3 separate regions of the Zea mays genome follow, and all the other regions are linked to region 1. A link is a contact called in public Hi-C data. All regions are on one chromosome and are shown on one strand. The core of a region is the stretch at or near the end of the contact, and the rest is flanking DNA. Distances in the headings are between cores, read along the strand shown. Region 1 holds the start of LOC100272364. Region 2 holds the start of eIF4E1 (eucaryotic initiation factor 6). Region 3 has its middle 27 kb from the start of LOC100280769.

What was found. A called contact is a pair of places that touch in the nucleus more often than the background predicts.
Region 2: a Hi-C map of endosperm shows a contact between it and region 1, with 2.8 times the contacts expected there. The contact joins the promoter of eIF4E1 here to the promoter of LOC100272364 in region 1. A contact is called at or near these places in 3 of 25 Hi-C or Micro-C datasets (endosperm, leaf and tassel).
Region 3: a Hi-C map of leaf shows a contact between it and region 1, with 5 times the contacts expected there. The contact joins the enhancer-like site here to the promoter of LOC100272364 in region 1. A contact is called at or near these places in 2 of 25 Hi-C or Micro-C datasets (ear and leaf).

The regions. Positions count from the first base shown.
Region 1 is chr3:134,498,674-134,502,408 of Zm-B73-REFERENCE-NAM-5.0, reverse strand. LOC100272364 reads right to left here and starts at 2,054. Exons shown (of 14, transcript NM_001359607.1): 1 at 1,987-2,054; 2 at 1,303-1,506; 3 at 1,152-1,229; 4 at 884-994; 5 at 705-771; 6 at 563-624; 7 at 288-427. The coding sequence starts at 1,485.
Region 2 is chr3:134,029,904-134,033,638 of Zm-B73-REFERENCE-NAM-5.0, reverse strand. It overlaps eIF4E1 (eucaryotic initiation factor 6), which reads right to left and starts at 1,789. Exons shown (of 5, transcript NM_001174185.1): 1 at 1,432-1,789. The coding sequence starts at 1,679. LOC109945285 (a long non-coding RNA gene) reads right to left here and starts at 3,366. Exons shown (of 2, transcript XR_002268413.2): 1 at 3,237-3,366; 2 at 2,954-3,131.
Region 3 is chr3:134,203,480-134,207,214 of Zm-B73-REFERENCE-NAM-5.0, reverse strand. No RefSeq gene overlaps it. Among protein-coding and RNA genes, the nearest start is that of LOC100280769, 27 kb to the left of the region's middle. Within about 2 kb of position 1,959, at least 3 of the 20 cell types and tissues checked have an H3K27ac peak or open chromatin away from gene starts, as enhancers often do. A contact at or near this core is called in leaf, where this site is marked.

The sequences.
Region 1 (3,735 bases), core at 805-3,304:
AAACAGTCAGATATTAATCCTGCACCTCAAAGCAGAGCAAGAATAATACAAGTTTATTCCATGTCCTAGACCAAATGTATTACCAGCTGCAACTGCAAGCAAATTATGAAGTTTCGGTTCTCCACAATTATATAAGGAACCAGTTCAACATAAACAGGAAGGCTAAGAATTCTATCCAGTAGAGACCAGTGCATAAAAACACATCCACACTTACAGTTTTACTTTTACCTAAACCATTTCTAATACAAATCAACCAATTCAAATTAAATTTACTTCACAGAGCTTACGTGGTCTCAAATTCATCCCAAGTCATGGTCTCAAGATCAAGAATGTGCAGATCATTCAGAAGAGATCTCCCATGACCTTCACCGCCAAAGACCACTAGAGTGTCTCCAACAAGGGTCACTGACTGACCACCACGTGAACTCTAAAGGAAATAGGAAAATTCATCACAGATTTGGGGGAAAACAACGAAAAACAAAAGCAAGCTTCAGGTAACAAGCTAATTTGTATAAATACTATAGAAGCTTTGGCAATAAAACACAGAAAAGCATAATCATACAGGTGACCTTCCATAAGTACGCAAGGTAGACCAAGTGCAGGTTTGTGGATCAAACTCCTTAACTGTCATAAATGCGCATAAGAAATAAGAACTAAGACACTGATAAATGAATAGCAAAAGATGAGTGGAATATTAGCCTAACCACTGAGACTTTCTGCAGGTTCTCTGGTATGTCCTGCAAGACATAGGATCTTATTTCCCCATTGAATCTGAAAGATATTAAAGACAGATGCAAATACAATATACAGTTATAAGCTAACCAACTGGGATAAAACTGGCTGATTCCCTAAGACTTGAGTGAAAAGAGCTTTTGGTGATTACCACTGAATGGCCAGCACATGCAGAAAACGGAACTGCTCCAGCTGATTCTGATGGTTCTGCTTGTGATTTAGCTTCCAGCTTTGACCATGACAAAGTTTTGAAGTCCAAAACCTTTAATCAGAAAAGGATTCCCGATGTTAAGATCCATGGCATTGTCAGTAAGATGAAGGTGCTGGCTCAGTACAACATCTCAATTCAAGATGGTTGTGAGAATGCCTGCCCATAAATGCAGCTATTAATAAATACAACATCTTGATGAACAATTTACCTGAATGTCGCCAAGGTAACGGCCATTGTGGTTTCCACCAAAGACATACATCTTCTGCTGAATCACCACAGCTCCATGCTGCAGTCATCACAGACAACAGGTCACTAAATGAGCTAAGTGAAATTAGGCAGTCAAGACAACCGAAGTAGACCTTATAGCGTGGTTTGGGAAGCTGGCCAGAAACAGAGAGTGGCGTCCACTGATCATAGGTGCTTATGGAGCAGAGCTGTTCCATACTAACTTCCTTGTCCTGGATATCAGCCGTCTCACCGTACTCTGGCACGACCACTTTAGGCTCCTCGGGGGCAATGCTGTTGAGGATAGCAGATCCCATGGCCACTGATTCTTTGGCAGCCTAATAACAAGATTAAGAAAATAAGTTCACCCGATCAGAGATCATATTATTACGTTAGAAAGCAGCCATAGCCATGATCACATATCCTGCCGGTCCTAATAATCAGCGTATCAAACTGTCAGAACAGCCACAGTCATGGGGCAGAAAATGCCCGCCACAACGGGATAAAAAAACAAATATGCTGCAGGGTGACGAGGTGTAAGAAATTGAAACGTCCCTCTACTTTGTGCACGGGCACTACCAAGTAACCAAAACCAAGTAGTAATGACTCTGCGTTGCTAAAGCTTGGGCGTCAGCCACACGCAACAAGCGAGAATAAGAAGTCGATAAACCAAGCGGCGGCACACGAATTATCCACTACCAATCCTCCACGAGAGGTTCACTCACCGCCCGAACCCCGGGGCCACGACAGGACCGGAGGTCTGGGCCGGCGAGGGGTGTCGAGATCTGGATGGAAGGAAGGAGGAGGATGGCGCGCACCGCGCAGTGCAGGGGTTCTAGAAGGTTCTGGATCCAGCAGAGCCTGTGGGGGGCGGAGGACAGGCTCGAGAAGTCGAGATCTGGGGGGAAGCGCTCGCTTGACGCAGCGGCGAGCCGGTGACCCGCGAAATGGGAGGCGACTTCGAGTGGACTACGATAAGATTCGTGCAGCCACGGATCAACGGGAAATAGGATTAAATTGATACATCATGTTCGTTTATGTTTTTTTTATTACCTCGACTGCAGCGTATTTTCTTAAAAAAATATCTCGTTGTTTCAAAAACTAGCATACTCACTCCGTTCCAATTTATAATTCATTTAATTTTTTACACAAATTTGACTAACTCATCTTATTCCAAAAATTACAGAAAAAACCAAAAAATCGTTGTGTTTTGTTTATTATCAAATATATTTTACATATGACTTAAGATTTTTCATTTTTTATGAATTTTTTTAATAAGACGAGTGGTCAAAGTTAGAGTTCAAAAGATCAAACGAATTATATTTTGAAACGATAGAAGTATCATATAGGTTAAACATTTTTAATAAAAATATTTTATAATTTTGTAGATATTAAATTTTATGACATATAAAGAGTTAGTAATTATGTGAAAGAAAACTATCGCTATAAAACTCACTTCTCTCTTTTTTAAACATTATTACATCATCCCAAGTGTTTATAGAATAGTTATAGTTAATAAAATATAAATATCTACTATCTATTATTAAGTCAATAATATAGACCGGTAATGACTCCACCCTTCCTCCCGCCCGCGCAAGGGTCCCTCGTCCAGCCAACCGCCCCACCCGCCCCTTCCGGTGGATTTCCTGCATCGTGCGAGCTCCCGACGGTAACAGACTTGTGTTGTCTCCCCCGCAATGCAGAACAGATCAAATAGACTACGACGCGTGATGTGTTCCGCCCGTTCATTTCTCGTGTCGTCGTAGATAAGGACATGCCTACACAGCCGCAACCCGCCTCCACGCATCTCGCCTCTCTCGGACAACTTATCACTAGATATATTTCACAGACAGCGAGCCTCCCCCCAACTCATCGGTCCCCGTGTGCGACGACGGGGCTCCACCTGACTTGTCCTGCGTCCTCCCGCTTTCCAGCGGGCAAGCCAGGCTTCGCCTCTCTATGAAGACATGGCCACCACGAGCTGGTCGCTTGGTCCGTGGGGGACAGGTCGCCGATGAAGCCAATGACAATGCTAGCGCCTAGGGGCTCCCACCATCTCCATCGAGGAGATGAACGGCCGCGACAACGATGGAGTCATAGCAGGTGCGTTGGGTTCGACACGTCCGCAGGCACCAACTATACATCAAGTTCCTCTAATTAATTAGCTAAGGGCGTCCCATATCACCCTCATGTTTGTACTATTTTTCCAGCTGATCATCCAACGAACAGGTCCTTACGGAGAGGTACTTGGAAAACGGCCTAAGTCCCCTAGAATATCACAAGTTCATCATGTTCAACATATAATCAAGATATCATCACTATATCATAAATGTTCTCACCATGTTCATTGATTAAAGTAGAGCAGTAACATGATACTAATCATAGTAACCAGTTCCCAAAGGATAACCAAGGACAGAAAAAACAAAACACTAGCCAATCCTTAGGTAGATCATGATATGTGGGACAATGAATTATAAAGTAAGTAGGACATAATGGGTCAGAGGACACTTGCCTTCACTGGGTTCCTGCTCAGGGAAGTCTCCTGCAACACACTCGGGTTCCACAGA
Region 2 (3,735 bases), core at 540-3,039, 470 kb after region 1:
ATCATTAATAAATGGAAGTTAAAGCTGTACGAGGATGTAAAAGGAATGAAGCAGAGATCAGCAGATGTCTCAAACCACTGCTCCATCAAGAAACTAGAAAAAAGACCACTTATCAGAAGGAGAGAAGTTATCAGGAGAGAAGGGGTAAAACTGATATTGGTTGTGAACAATAGCAGGTTTCCAATCAACGAAACAACTTCACTAGTATAACCCACATAAATGGGCTTAAAATATAGGGCTTAAATAATAAAAAACGGCTCCAACAGTACTCTATTTTACAAATTTTTATCAAACAAATATAGGACATACCATGAAGTGACCCAAATGTACTACACCCCATGTTAGTGATCTATCCTTGTTTTCTACATTATTCTTAGCATTTTTTTATTAAAAAAAATGTAATTTACTTCCTAAAATACATGATTTAGGACTTAACTATTGGACCTCAATTTGTTTTTAGTGTTCTAAACACTTTAAATAATGTAGTGTTTTAATTTTTAGGACACTATTTCGAGACACCTTATTGAAGAAGCTCTTTGACACATCTTAAGGCATGGTGCATTAATATGCAGGGTACATGCCCTAAATGAAACCTCCAAAGAGTTCACAAATCTATGTAGAATAAAAGGTTTTGTGTGACGTTGGAGGCTCAATTTATTATTTACTCGAGTAAAGTGCACTTCCGGTCCTTAAATCTGTCTGGCTGTGTCAATCTGATCCATAAACTTTTAAAGTATGTCTTTTAAGGGCTTAATCTCTGTTCGATTACATCCTAACGGGCTGTCGTGGCTTATATGTCAGTCGTTGTGGTCTGTTAGACCCCCACCCCATCCACCCTTCTCTCTTCTTCCTCAACGACTGCATGTGGGCCACAGCAACCTGTTAGGACTTAATAGAGACTCAAACAGAGATTGAGCTCTTAAGAGACATACTTTAAAATTTGATGTACAGAATTGACACAGCAGAAAAGTTTAAGGATCAGAAGTGAACTTTACTCTTATTTACTCCACGGTCCCAAATTGTAAGGAGTTCTAACCTTTTACTGATCCAAATATTATATATCATGTATGTGGTTTGAATATGTGTCTAGATTCATTAACATGGATATGGATGTAGACGGGAAAAAGAGAGCCAAAACCCCTTACATTTTGGACGGAAGGAGTACTCAATCAAAAGGCAACAGTAGCAGCTAGGATATGTCAAGAGTTTCGGCTCGGATCCGTGAACTGAAGGGTGACAGGTTGGGCTCATATATAGATTTACGTAACATCTAAGTGGCTAGCACTAGTCACCGAATTAATTTACCAATTACATGAGCATGCGGCGGCCCTCGGTCGGAGGATTTGTAACGGAAAAGAGAAACAGTGGGATGCGATCAGGGGAAGAGGATAGAAGGACGAGGGAGGGCGAATCTGAAGAGAATGAACGCACCCCCAGAATTCCTCGACGGTGGAGAAGGTGTGTATGGGGCGGATGGAGCTCCCCCAGGCGGCCTGCTTGGACTTGCTCTGCGGGTTGTCGAACCAGAAGGTCCAGGAGTGCTCGAGCGGGTGCGTGGCGGGCGGGGAAGGAGCGCAGGCGAGGTCGGTGATCTCGCCCTCCTCCCTGTCGTCGTCCTCGGGCGCGGGGCGGCCTCGGGAGCCCGCGGAGGCAGGCCTGGTGTCGGTCTCCTCGGCCATGGCGTGGCGGCTGTGGTGAGAGAGGCTTTTCTTTACGCCGGGCGGACGGAGACGGAGACGGAGACGGAGAACGCGGGGCCGCCGCCTCGCTTGTCTAGGTTTCCTTTCCCTTTGATCCCTTCAGTTCTCCTCCTCTCTTCTCATAGAAATGGGCCAGGCCAGGCCAGGCCCATGGTAGGTGGTTGGGATAGACCAGCTTCTCGTCAAATTCATTATAACACTGTCCGAATTGTAGATTTATGAAAAAAAATATTCAAAGGATTAGATTCACTGTCAAAAAACTGGAATCTCAACAAAATAGGTACAACAGCAGAATAGATTCTTAAAAATCTATAAATTCCTCTAGTCTAATTTAGAATCACCCCTTACCTTAGACTTTCCATATTTCTATTATTCGTATTACAAGCTATCATGCTCTTATAGAATTATATTTTAGCTTTTCCAAAACGACCAGCTCGCGGCAGTTTTCTCATAGCTCAAAGCAAGGTTTAAAATAGCGGGCTATGCAAACTAGCGGCAACATTTTTTTAGGCTACGAGGCTATAGCGCAGGTATAGCGTAGCTATAGCAAATAGTGGATTTGTAAAAAATAACACAGACATAGTCAATAAGACTGACAATAACACAGTCAAAGTTGGAGTTGTACAACCATCCAACAATTGTAGCATATGCAGCAATGCAGCATTCAATCAATAGTTGACATTGTGACACCTTAGCAAACACCAAACAGCGAGCAGCTGTAGACTGGAAAGCAGCTTAATAAAGCGGTAAAGCCTTAAACAAACAACACAGAGGCCAAAAGAGTTTAGCAGCAAACAATTCAATAGTTCCAACTTTTAAAATACTACTTACTACAATAGCAAACAAGTAGTTCATCAGTTCACCAAGGTAGCATTGTAGCAAGTTAGCTACATAATACCATGATCCAGACATCCATTACATAACAAAATTATTATTAGTGCAATAGTGTAAGTGAACTACTACTAGTGCATTCTATTCATCAAACACGGAGTTATCCGAATCAGAAGAATGAGAACTTGAGGACTCTTGATCCATGTCAACATGTGCATCATCTTCTTCTGAATCAGAGGATGAAGCAAGCTTAGGTTCATCATCATTGCATTCATTAATATCAATGAGCTTCCTTGTCCTTGTCTTTCTTCTAGGCTGAATTTCTCTCTTCCTTTTTCCCGTTTCTATTGTTGTCCTTGATGACTGACCTTGTGCATTTGTAGCTTCAACAAATTCAGTGTTTTGTGCTTGTTCTTGTTCAATTGATGCAACTCTAGTGATCCACTCATTGCCACTATCTTCTAGGATATCAGGAACCTGCTTCTCAATTGGGTCTCTTGATTTGTTCTCTTTTTTTTGCTTCAACTTTGAGTTAAATTTGACGAACACAAGGTCCCTCATCCTATCATGGAGAAGTATGCTCCTTATCTTTGAGTCAACCTATAAAGATTTATAGAAACCATGACCATTTTAGATAAGTACATAAGAGACAACTCTACTGCTCTAGTAACAAGCAATTGTGAAAATTGCACAATCTGTTCTTACCTTTTCAAAATCACTCCAATTCCTTTCACATGCTGATGAGCTACATGTTAAGCCTAAAATTTTTATTGCTAGCTTTCTAAGATTTGGAGAACTATTTCCATGGTTCAACCACCATTTAGCTGCATAAAAAGTAGAGTATCAGTATTTAGATTGGCCTAATGAATACATGTGAAATTAGGCTAATGAAAAGAGAAGTCAGATTTTCAATCACTTGGATTAAAATTTTCATTCCTCCTCTACCTTGTGGCAATATCTTTTCCAAACGATCCCATCCCATCCTGGTACATGTTGAGCTCATCCATTATCTTGTCTTGGATTTCAACCTCTTGAACCATCTTTGTGATACAGGATACTAGACCCTCTCTAAATGTTCCATCCAACTCAATCTCTAATTTATTTGGATAATAGTAGTACAGATTCAAGTAATAACCAGCCAAATGTAAAGGAGTCTTCAACTTATTATCCCACCTCTTATCAATAATTTCCCAAATAGTTTTGA
Region 3 (3,735 bases), core at 710-3,209, 300 kb after region 1:
CCGTTCGTTGTAACACCCCTGGTGTTACGATAATTAAAACCTTGTCATGTCATCATCTGCACTTGCATTAACTGCTTGATACACCTAGAATGCATTTACTAGGTCAAAAATTTTCAAAAGTGTGATGATTGTATATTGATTATAAGACTTAGTTTAAGGACCTAAGCTAAACAGGAGTAGGTCATCTCTTAAGCAAGTAAAAAATTGAGTTGGAGTCTTAAGTGCTAAAGGTAAGTTTTTAGAGCCTAGAGTGGCCTTGTTTTGGAATGATGGTCAAGTGGAAGAAGCACTTAAGGAGCTGGAATAACTCCAAGCCTTAACTTGAGCTTTGCTTGGAATAGATGGTTAAGTAAAGAAAATTCTAAACCAGGACATTTTGGATATGAGCTATGTGTATCAAAGATTAGGTCTTGAGCTAGAGAGTAACTTTGCTTTAGTTGGAGGGATCAGAAGGATGAATCACTGGAAGAATCAGTAGCCACATTTGAAACCCTAAAAGTAGCCCAAAAGAGGAATTCAAAATCTAGAAAGAATTTGGCAAAAGCCCATATATCAAAGTTGTGGATCTTGGAAAAGTGAATAAATTTCTTATTTGGAGGTTTCCATGTTTTATAGAGAAATTTGGAGTGATTCATAAAAGTTCAGTTTTGGGGTCAGATTAGGATTTCTGAAAATCATATCAACTAGTCAATTTTGGTCCTTTATAACTTCTGATCTATAAACATTTTAAAGGTGGTCATTGTAACAAAGTTATAGAGCTATGTGAGGAGTGTGACTTTGATTAAGTAACCTAGCCTTAAATCTATATAGAATTTAGAGAAAAACTGGTCCAAAGTAGAGCTAACAGAGTTTCTGGATTTCAGACTTAGTAGAGTTCAGAGGCTGAATTTCAGTATTTGGATCCAACTTTGGGCCTTGATATTTTGGAATCCAGGAGGTTGTGGTTAATGAACACTATACCAAACTCGTATAGAAATGATAGGAGAACAATTCTTATTGAGTGATATAGCCCCAAAGCTATATTCTACTGGTAGAAAAGATAGTCCAAAGATTGATTGACAGTTTTCTGAGTTTTCAGACTTACAACAGTAACTGAACCTGAAGTTAGTGTTTGATAGCAGTTTTGGGCGCTTGTTTGTGACTAATCCCTAAGTATTTGGGCTTAGAGATCCATAAAGGGATTGAAGACCATCTGTTGGTGAATAACTTTCCTTAAGTGAGCTTGACATGACCCTATACAAAATTTGGAGTAAAACTTGCCCAAAAAAGGGACTGTCAGTGTGCATAAACTGAATTTTTGTGCGGATCACTGAAACCTGAATTTATAGTTTGGTGCTCTGTTTGGAGCTCTATTGTGCCAAATCCTGGTAGTTTTGGACAAAGAACTTTATAGAAAAATGGAAGACCATATCTAGGAGAACAAACTTATTAAAGCAATGTTGGGTTGGTGCTACACAAATTTGGGAGAGAAGTTAGTTCCAAGATGGGCTGTCAGGTTGCTTTGACTGAAATTTTGTTCAGTTTCTGAAACCTGAAATTCAGTGGATGGTGCCTAGTTTGGAGCTCTTTTGTGACCGGTTCCTAAGGTTTTGGACTATAGAATTTGTAGAGAAGTTGAAGGTCTTATATTAGGAAACAAGTTTCTTATGGTGAGTAGGCCTAGTGCTGTGCAAAAATTTGGAATAAAAGGTACCCAAAACCCTTTCTGTCAGACATATAAATGTTTCAGTTAGCTGAACCAAAATCCAGTGAATGGGGCTCACTTTGAGCATTTGTAACTTCTGTTATGCATATTTTTAACCTTCGATTTTTGTATAGAAATGAAGAACTATAGATAATGAGTAAGTTTCTTGTGTTAAGGGCAGTGAGTTGCTATAAGAAGGATGGAGTATTAGGACCCTGAAATGCCTCTGTCAGTCCAGTGGGTTGAAATTCAGTTGGTTCAGTATTGGGGCATGTGTCTGAAGAAGATTCCAGTCACTGTGTCGCTTTTGTTGTTTCTGTCAAACGGAGTATGAGGAGGGGTGTTAGCACTTTATGAAAGGATGAGCTTGGACTTCAAATATCTGGGACCAAAGAGCTCAAACCTTATCCCAACTGCTGACTTAGTTATTGCTGTGCTGCTCTATCAAAACCCCACTATTTTTTTAGTCTCTCCTCGCTGTAGCTTGCCCTTACATGGGTGTGGATGCCTGGGCCACGTGCTCAGGTCCATGCAAACTTTAGCCATAACCTGTACATGTCGAGATAGTAATGGATGTTAGAGCTGCTTCGGTTTATACCTTGCTGTGGTTGCCAAGGCAAAAGGGGTGTTTCTCTTCTCCCTCGGCTTGTGCTTCTTATCTAGGTCCGGCTAGAGTTTTACCGTCCCTGTTTCTACACCGTAGTAGCTTGGTCACGCAGTTCTTTCAGTCTAAACCCACCCCTTGTCGTCGTTGCCTTCCAAATCTGGTCACCACGCCAGCCGTCGCGCTACCTCACCGAGGCCAGGATCCTTGATCGGGAACGGGGAACTTGCCGCCAGACCGCGCCGCCGCAGATCGACGTCATAGACAGCCTCATCTCCGGCCGTTCAAACCACGTCTTCCCCGAGTGATTTCGTGCACCCACCAGGAATTTGGTGAGTCTCTAATGCTCTCCGTGTACTTGGGAGAGGATCTACCGCGGGGATGTCTCGGGATCGGGTTCACCGAGCCTAGGATAGCGCCGGCGTCGTGGCTGGAACTTTGTAAAAGAGTGGAATCTGATGAACTTAAGGCATGTTTGGTTTGCTACCTCAATTACCACACTTTGCCTAACTTTTCTGCCTAAGGTTAGTTATTCAATTTAGACGACTAACCTTATACAAAGTGTGACACATTTAGCCACAAACCAAACATGCCTTTAGTGAATCTGTCAGTGAGTAAGATCAACAGTGGCAAGGGCCAATGTGGATTAGTTTGAGCGCGAAGGTCCTTTTTGCAAGATGTGTGATGCGGACGCGGGCTGTTCGTTGTAGGCAAACTCTGCCTGGGTCGGCTGGGCTAGGTTTTGGCCCAATACTGTACTCAGTTTTGTCGTTTCTTTTATCAGCAAACTTGTAAATTGAGCTAAAAATCATAGAAAAATGATAAATTAATGGGACAAATTTTGTTGGATGTCTAATTTCATGAGCTCTTTGGTAAAGTTGGTTTTAGGATTTTTAGATTAGTTAGCAAATTCTAAGTGAATTTAAGGTGCTCTTGGGAGGCCTATATTAGGGCCCGTTTGGCACAGCTCCAGCTCCTGATTCTAAGCGAGAATCTGGAGGAGCCGTGCCAAACGGGTATTTTTTAAAACTGATTCTCATGTGGAGCCGAAAGATTGGGAGTCATTTTTGTGAAGAAAGGTGAGATCTAAAAAAACCCGCTCCACCCTCCCTTAAAACAGCTCCTCAACCAACCAAATATGGACCTCCCCTTAAAGTTTGATCGAAATTACTCGCAATTGTCATTGGACAAAAACACAGCGAGCCAATTTATGGATTAAACATTTGAGACCATTTTATGCACTACTATGATGGGAATATTTTATATGTTATTGTTTCATAATTTTTTTCCGTATATACATCCTACTTATTGGTTTGTAACAAAGTTGAACTGCAAAAGGTAAAACAGACAATCGCCACAGACCACCAACTCTCAGCAGACAAGAATCAATTTACTTGTCAAACGGTTTTAAAAATGATTCTGATTCTCTAGGAGGATCAGCTCCTCA